3 separate regions of the Mus musculus genome follow, and regions 2 and 3 are each linked to region 1. The links are chromatin contacts, called in public HiChIP or PLAC-seq maps. All regions are on one chromosome and are shown on one strand. Each heading gives the region's core, a stretch centred on a gene start, on an enhancer-like site or on the middle of the called end of the contact. The rest is flanking DNA. Distances are from core to core; before and after follow the strand shown.

Region 1 (2,805 bases), core at 96-2,595:
ATCTGAGAAGAAATTTAACAATACACGTGCAGGGAACCTATCTGTGGGGTTCACATCCTTCCATAAGAGTACCCCAAGTGCACAGGAAATGGCACTGTGCCTGAAAGCCTGGCAAGCCACTCTGCTACAGAGGCCATGGAGTCAGGCTAAGCTGCATTCACGCGTCCTGGCCTTATCACGTGGAGAAGAACCGCCTGCTGAGTCCATCAGCCTACAGTAAAGTGAGAGGCAGGGATGTGGTCTGGGAATCCTGGTTACACACAGCAGAAAACCGGCAGCTGACTGCAGAGTCTTGAACAGATTCTCTACCCATGAGTCACCTCTACCTCTGTTAACACGATCACCACCCAAATATAAATTTCTAAGCAAGCCAACGTGCTTTGCGTCTTTACGCCGACTTTATTTCCCTGTGTGCATCTGCCTTATGTAGCTGTCACCCTCACAATTATGGTGAGCACACCCTCACAGTTCACCTTCTGCATCTGACCTGGAGCTGACCGTACCTCTCACGAGGGTTCAGCACAGCATACTCCCAAACGCACGGGGAAGGTGTTCACAGTTCTCAGCCAGACAATAGCCAGCTATAATGCTCATAGCTGTGGGACAGATACTAGCTCTGTCTTGGGCCCATGGAGGAGGTCGAGAGTGGGGCTTCTTAAACTTTCTGCTCATGATCTCTTTGAAAGCCCAAGAGAATTTTACATGACCTAGGTTCATAAGGATATAAAATATGCACATAAGCTTGTACTGATAATCTCAAGCTTATTTTTATAAAATTACTTGGAGCTGAGGCGATGTTGCTAAGTTTAGCAGAGTGTTTGCCTAGTGCACACTTGAGGGTTTGAGTTCTGTCTCCAGCACTCAAGGCATGGTGGCGCATACCTGCAGGAAGATCAGAAGTTTAAGGTCATCTGTGGCGACACGGCAAGTTCAAGGGCAGCCTGTGTTGTGTTACATGTAACCCTGCATACATACACTTCTGAATAGAGGAAGGAGCTGACCCCACGTAGGCCCTTTGCCACAGTCACTGGCTCACCCAAACCAGGAGCTGAGGCTCTTCGATGCAGAAGGAAGAGGAAAAGAAAAAAAAGCCAGCAGAAGCCAGGGGTCTCGGGATCCTCTATCCAGCCTCCCTGGGTTAAGAACCTTGGCTGAGAGATGTTGAATAAGGTAGATGGGATCCCAGCTGGGCAGAGGACAGCCTAAAGTTGACAGGACTGGTAAAACCCTCCACGCCAGAGAGTGGGCCCCCTGCTGATCCAGCCGGACTCTTTCTCCTTGCCTCAGAAGTAGAGGTCCCTCGCATTCAGAGTGAGTCTGCTTTAAGCTGAGTTCACAGCTGGCCAGCCAGAACAGGGTCAGTTGCAAAGCAGAGCTCTACTCTGGCACGCCCTCTGGTGACCACATGAAGAATCAGTAAGGCGGTCCATTCTAAAATTCAGACAAAATCATTTGTCAGCTACTCTTGACATTACGGAGAGTGAAGGCTGAGCAAACATGTATGGCTATGTCCACGCATGCCTTGAGAATGTAGAGACTGTAGGCCTGGGAGCCTTGCAGGGAGGGCAGTGGAAAATGAGACCTGCACTTCCCAACGTTTCCTGTTTCCTCCGCTGGGGTATTCAGGTGGACAACAGGCAGACCTCGAAACCCAGGGCTTCTAGAGGTGTTCGGGTCAGAGCCTGGGCCTTGCAGCCACATTAAATAAACCTTTCTCTGCACTTCACTACCACTTGTCTGATGAACTGGCATGCTGAATCTGGGTGACTGAGCCTTGGTCGTTAGGGCTACAAGGCTCCGGCTTCTGACTCTGTGCCGCATGTCCCAAGAGGAGCGACACACACACACACACACACACACACACACACACACACACACGGCAACAGGTTGGGCAGTTTCAGCCAGGTGGAACTGTTTGGTGTACACTTTGTAAAAGTCAAATTGTACATTTTAGGGACTGGAGAGATGGCTCAGTGGGTAAGAGCACTGACTGTTCTTTCGCAGGTTCCGAGTTCAAAGAGTTCAAATCCCAGCAACCACATGGTAGCTCACAACCATCTATAATGAGATCGGGTGCCCTCTTCTGGTGTGTCTGAAGACAGCTACATATAATACACATAACAATAAATAAAGCTTTAAAAAGTTGTATGCTTTATATGACTTTTTATTGCTTGTACGTTGTCTCATTATAGTCCCCAGTTTAGAAAGCCAGCCCCTCCCCCGCACCTCTCCCTCTGCGTACCCCCCACCCCCAATCTCCCTCCTTCGTGCTCTCAAGAGGCAGCTATTTTCCATTCTTTCGTCTTTGCAGGCATTTCCCTAGCATTTATCCTGATGATATCTTTCCTATGCTGTTTCCAAGCCTTTCCCTCCTGTCTGCCCTGGAACTCCTCATCTTCCTGCTGCCTCCCAAGGTCTCGGTTTATAGGCGGGCACCACCACTGCAGTTCATACTGACAGCCCCCAGACACTTGCCTCTCTACACATCATTCACACCCCCGCTGGCAGTCTGTGTGACTCACTTGCTCCACACCTTTCTTGGTTTTGTTTTCTGGTTTTTGTTTGTTTGTTTTGTTTTTTGAGACAGGGTTTCTCTGTGCAGTTACTTGCTCTGTGGACTAGACCTGGTCTCGAACTCACAGAGAGGTAGGTACCTGCCTGCCTCTGCCTCCTGAGTGCTGGGATTAAAGTCGTGCAACACACACACACACACACACAGACTCATGGTTGGTTGGTTTTGCTTTTGTCAACTTGACACCAGCTTGACTTACCTGAGAAGAGGGACTTCGGTAACTCATCATTTGT
Region 2 (2,805 bases), core at 184-2,683, 750 kb before region 1:
TTGTTGACTAGAAACAAAAGGAGCTTTTGGGCTGTCCCAGTCTCTGTCGAGTCTTCTCAGCACACACACCGTCCTATTTCCACAGTGCATTTCCAGTTTGCAGCACATTCCCCTATATAGAGACCAAGTGGCCATGCAACCAGCATGTATGTGTGACTCATCAAGGGACACACATCTAGGGACTTACTGCCCGTGAGTGCCCAGTGCCACAGCCTGATTTCATTTTCTCTGCACCGAGAGTGAAGGCAACCATGTCTCTCCTCTCCCAGGGAAGAAGGCCAGCTCAGCCACTGTCCCAGTTACATGTGACCAGGAGGAAATTCATGGGCCCTGGAGCTTAGCTTCTCTCTGAGAAGGTGGGTGTCTCCTAACACTCTAGCCCACCCTAGAGACACCGCCCCAGCCAGGCTCCATTGCTATGCAGGAAGCAAAGCCCTCACTCACTGCAGTACGTGAAGTGACATGCGATGCCTGCGAGGAGAGGGGGAAAACAGCATCTTACCTCAAAGGAACACTCAACACTTCTGTCATTTTTCGTGTGTGACAACCCCTTCAGGTCTATCTTTTCAACACTCACTGTAAAAACAAACACAGAATTATAAGAAGGAAGTAAGACTTTGGGATATTGACAATCTCTGGGCGTGTAACAAGTAGCTATTCCTCACATGGCTGCCAGAACCAGGACCCGAATGAAGAGCGTCTGCATCAGTCTTACAAGGCCAAGGGACACCATCCAAATCCCAAGAAAATGTAGGGGTTTGAGTGGGACCACACGTTTGCGAGTCCTTGTGCTGTCCTTCAAGACGGTCATGAATTGGGTCCAATTCCTGGGAAGAGCATGACTGTGTCTTCCCGTGGTAAACGGTCTGTATGAGAAGCTGGGTCTCTCTAGGGGCCCACCCACCATTACCCAGCTCTGCTGCAAGGGCACATACATGGCAGCTCTGTATGGCAAGGTCTTCCCAGACAGTGTGACATGATTACAAGCTGGGGACAGACAATGCTTTTAAAACATCTAAAGGAGACTTTCTGTCACCACAGAGCTCTCAAGTGTCTCTCTACTTCCTGTTCCAGATCTTTCTCTGCAGAAATGAAATGACACCAGTAAACTATAAATACAGTTTCCAGGTAAGCCCAAGCACAGGCTCACAATCAAGCTCTCCACCCGGGCACACTCCTCCTCCAGACAACACTGCTGCTGGATCCCACCCAGGGACTCAGCCTCTTCTTCCAGGCAATCACTTTCCACAAGCAAGACACTCATACGGGCCACTGTGTTAGGCAACTAAGGAAGAGCACAGCTACCTCCACACACTGCAGAGATTTGGTACACTGTGCCCTGGCTATTCCAGCCCCTCCTTCAGCTAGAGGCCAGCAGGAAGCAACCCTCGGCACAGACTCAGTAACAACATTCCAGACCGCCTCCTTCTCTACGCAACTGTAGGGCCAGTGCCTGCCCTACCCAGGGATCGATGTGAACCCAGTGTTCCCAGACCAAAGAGCATCAGGGTGCATGAGAAAGGAAAAAGGAAAAGCCCATTTGGACCAAAGGAAGTGACTCAGAGCTGGACAGGAAAATGGACAAAGTAGATAAATATCATTTAGCTGTCTGAATATAAAAGCATTCTGGAGTCAGGCCAAGGGCTCACAGCCAGTCCACTGTCCATCAAATATGTTTTAAAGCTGAGTCCAGCTCTCACTGCCCTACCACTGGCAGCCTCAGCACCCAGCAAACTGTAGGCTCTTCCTCCAGGCTCCTGACGCCCAGAGCAGGGAGAGGCTTAGCAGGTAAAGCCGCCTCCCACCAAGCCTGATAGCCTGATTCAATCCCCAGGACCCATGTGATAGAACGACAGAACCAACTCACAACTCTGACCTCCACAGATGTGCCATGTCACAGCACACACACTAAAGCCCCAGAGCTCCCAGGGACTAAACCACCAACCAAAGAGTACACATGGGGAGACCCATGGCTCCAACCACATATGTAGCAGAGGATGGCCTTGTCAGTCATCAACGGGAGGAAAGGGCCTTGGTCCCGTGAAGGCTCAATGCCCCAATGTGAGGGAATGCCAGGACAGGGAAGAGGGAGTGGGTGGGTTGGAGAGCAGGGGAAGGGAGGGGGGCTTTAGGAGGGGAAACAAGGAAAGGGGATAACATTGGAAATGTAAATAAAGAAAATATCTAATAAAAAATTTAAAAAGGAATGCTTTAAATAGCATGTTTCAGTGTCCTCTCCAACGTGAGGTCACTAGGTGCCATGACTATAGGAAGCAGAGGGCCTGCCTCAGTGGCAGAGTGAATGCCTGGCATGCATATGTGCCTCAGTGCCAGGGTTCTGCCCCAATACCAAAGATGAAGGACGTGCAGGAGGCCAGAGGCAACACCACGCACTGACAAGGACTCAACTCCCAGGAAGCTGCTGGGTTTTCAGGAACTGGGAACTGGGACTCTCACACCAACCTCACCTTACACCTGCAGCTGGCCTGGGTCACATGCATGGTTGCTACCTCCCTCCTCCTTTGGACAAGAGAGCCAGAGACATACATTCCCACACAACAGTACTTCAGCTTTTAGTGCACTGATAACACAGCACCCCAGAACCCTGCCCACTTCTCTGAACAGCACCCAGGGCTGCAGGGTAGGGCCCAGAGGGTAAATAAAGGACGCCCCTGAGCACTGGCTTCCACTACTCTTCCTTTCCTGTATCTCCTCAGGAAATACACTGCACCACACTTATCCCTGGCAGTGTGCGGGGTCTCATGACCTCTCAGCTCTGCACTAAACTGTATCATTTAGGGAAAT
Region 3 (2,805 bases), core at 150-2,649, 540 kb after region 1:
TCTGCTGTGCTCTAACCCCAAACACCTTTCACATTGGCTAATTTTGATGTCTCATTGCTATAAATGCTAAATAACAGTCCTGAGCCTTCGTATCAAGTAGATATATTACTTTGTTCTGGTTTGCCCACCAGACCATCTGCCTCTGAATTATGGAAAATACACAATTTGAAACTGAAATTACTTTCTTTGCTAGTCCACAGTCTTCTCTGTGAAGAAAAAAATGGAAAGGGCAAATGGCTGAGAAATATACCAGACCAACCACCAAGTCCATGAAGCATTTTATTTGGCTCTGGTTGTTCACAAGCAGTCACACTGTGGTTATTAGGGCAATCAGCAGGTTCTCCACGCCACGCCCTTTCCCTGCCAAGCCCTAGCCTGTGAGTCAGTGACCTGGCAGACAGATGCACTCTGCTTTCTCACTTGCCATGGTCTAGCATCTGCCAATATGCAGCCCAGAGTTACACCATCTAGTGAGCAAGAGGACAGAAAAGCCTCATTAGCGTGTGTGCACATGTACACACACACAGCCTCTTACACCAAGCATTCCGAGTTCCATATAGCCAATGGCAAGAGAATCCCTCAGTTTTTCCTCTCCCACAGAAGAACTGAGGGATCAAGCCCCGAGGAATGAACGCTTCAGTGGGTGTCTAAGACTCATGAGTCGACCGAACGCTGTACAGACCCGAAAAGAGGCTCAAAGGCACAGCGGTGGAAAAAGTTAATTCTCTCCCTTCTTCCAAGGAAGCACTGTACTGGGAAGCCAGTTTTGACTTCATACGCAATGGGGCAGGTGGATTCTGTGTGAGCCCTAGAAAGGTAGGTAGGGTAATTTATAGATTTTTAAATTAGTGGAAAAATTTTCAACAGAGACCAAATTTTAAGCAAATCACGTAATTCCATAACGAAGGTTTTTTTTTTTTTTTTTTTTTTAAAGTAGCCCTAGGTGGCCTGCAGGTCATAGAATCTACTTGCTTCCCATGCTCCAGGATCAAAAGGTTGTGATGTCACACCAGGCCTCGGGAACTCTACAGAGACCAGACCGAGAGTGGGAGGAAGAGCCTTTCCTCACCAGGTGATGTATGTGGTCAACACCAAAGACCTGGTCTGGAAGAGGCCCTGAGGGAGTGGAGATGGTCTTACAGTCTGAGATGAGGGTACCGGCTCAGACAACCAGGTCTGTTATGTCCCAGTCTCGCCAGTGTCACAGGGGGTCAGGACATGCTCCTGTCCACAGCTCCTGGGCATCATGATCGCAGGCATGTTCCATCTTGAGGTCTATCTGAACACCTACAGCATCTAGCTGCGGCATAAGCATCACAACACTGATAGACAGCCTTGGGAGGGCAAGCTTTTTCATCAGGCTGACTCACAACAGACAAAACTGTACTGTTCTTGGCAGGATGCCCTCAGTCCTGACTAAGCACTGGGGAAGCCGCACCTCCAGTGGGCTGGGCCATTGGCAGCAGGGTCTGGGAAACAGGAAAAGTTTGTACGGTTTGGTCATTTAAGGCCAGCCAGCTTCTTGCCACTTGAGGGCACAGTAAAGGACGCTCACTATTTGCTACTAGGAACCCTGACTGGAATGAGGGTGGGAGGGTACCCCTTGTGTTACTGGGGTAGACCGCATTTGTCATCAAGGATGAGTGCTAAACTGTACATTATCAGCAGAGGGCGCTGGAGGAACACTGGTCAGGAAAGGATAAGCTATTGGCCTAGGGCACTGCAAGCATTTGTCTGTAAAAACCTTTCAAAACTAGGAGGTGCCTTAGTATGACTGAGTCACACACCTCCAGGGAGGTCTGACAACCCTATCAAGATGACCAGAGAGATCCTATCTTGGTCACTATTTCATCGAGTTAAAAATATCAGCACTTTTCCAGCTTCCAGAACTCTGAGCCAAAATAAACCTCTTTATTACACAGGGGGAAAATATCAATCCCACAATTCTTTGCGCACCCATTCTGAGTATTCTCCATCCTGAATGAGGTGGTGGGTGCCACTGCAGAAGCCCCTGCAGACAAGATGCCATCCACTCCATCATACCCCGTTTGTAAGCCAGCACTGCATCTCTGGGTAGGAGAATAATACCCAGTACTTCCTGAGGCATCCAGCTCACCAATGTATAGAAGAGAAAGATTATAAAGTGTGTGTGTGTTTGTGTGTGCGCGAGCGCGCGCAGAACCCAATGGATGAAGACAAACCAATACTTCCAGTACTTAGGAGATGAATGCAAAAGGATCCAGAGGTGGAAACCAGCCTGAGAAAACTGACAAACCCCATCTCCAAGTATAGAGATGCCTAAGGCTGGACGTCTTAAACAACACCAACAGTAGCGAGTTTGCACATAGGCTTCGGGTTCCATTTCCAACGAAGGAAGGAGTAGGAAAGGAGTGGATCCAGTCTTCACTGGAGCTGCGAGACCCGACTCACAAACGTTATAAAGAAGTCAGCCACGGATAGGACAGTAGACACAGCGCTGGCCAGTCACCCATCTCTAGCTAGGTCTACAGTTCAGTCTTCCTGAAAACGCTACCTGCCAAAGCTGAGCCTGTGCCTGCCTCAGGTCAGGTGTGAACATGAACAGTTTGACAGCACACCAACAGCGAAGGCTGAAGGACAATCTAGAGTGCAGTGGTGCAGAGCCTCACAGAGGCCTCCACAGATGGACAGACTTCCCTCCACAACCACAACAGGAGTCAGAGCACTCTCCTGAGCAATGCAAGGACCGCCACTTGCCTTATGAATCCCTACAAACAATGTTAAAACACACGCGCGCGCACAGACACACACAGACATTCAGGTTTG

The links. HiChIP or PLAC-seq counts read pairs in DNA pulled down with a chosen protein or histone mark.
Region 2: an HNF4G HiChIP or PLAC-seq map of pancreatic cancer cells shows a contact between it and region 1. The contact joins two enhancer-like sites.
Region 3: a contact with region 1 is called in a FOXA1 HiChIP or PLAC-seq map of pancreatic cancer cells. The contact joins two enhancer-like sites. A contact is called at or near these places in 1 of 39 promoter capture datasets (pre-B cells) and 2 of 115 datasets of contacts at active chromatin or transcription factors (microglia and pancreatic cancer cells).

The regions. Positions count from the first base shown.
Region 1 is chr8:122,368,451-122,371,255 of GRCm38.p6, forward strand. No RefSeq gene overlaps it. Among named protein-coding and RNA genes, the nearest start is that of Zc3h18, 6.8 kb to the right of the region's middle. Within about 2 kb of position 1,346, at least 41 of the 459 cell types and tissues checked have an H3K27ac peak or open chromatin away from gene starts, as enhancers often do. A contact at or near this core is called in pancreatic cancer cells, where this site is marked.
Region 2 is chr8:121,618,133-121,620,937 of GRCm38.p6, forward strand. It overlaps Zcchc14 (zinc finger, CCHC domain containing 14), which reads right to left. Exons shown (of 13, transcript NM_080855.2): 3 at 503-576. Among named protein-coding and RNA genes, the nearest start is that of Map1lc3b, 29 kb to the left of the region's middle. Within about 2 kb of position 1,434, at least 58 of the 459 cell types and tissues checked have an H3K27ac peak or open chromatin away from gene starts, as enhancers often do. A contact at or near this core is called in pancreatic cancer cells, where this site is marked.
Region 3 is chr8:122,905,147-122,907,951 of GRCm38.p6, forward strand. All of the region lies in intron 4 of Ankrd11 (ankyrin repeat domain 11), which reads right to left. Gm39273 (a long non-coding RNA gene) reads left to right here. Exons shown (of 4, transcript XR_003947488.1): 2 at 1-816; 3 at 935-2,805. Among named protein-coding and RNA genes, the nearest start is that of Gm39272, 27 kb to the right of the region's middle. Within about 2 kb of position 1,400, at least 211 of the 459 cell types and tissues checked have an H3K27ac peak or open chromatin away from gene starts, as enhancers often do. A contact at or near this core is called in pancreatic cancer cells, where this site is marked.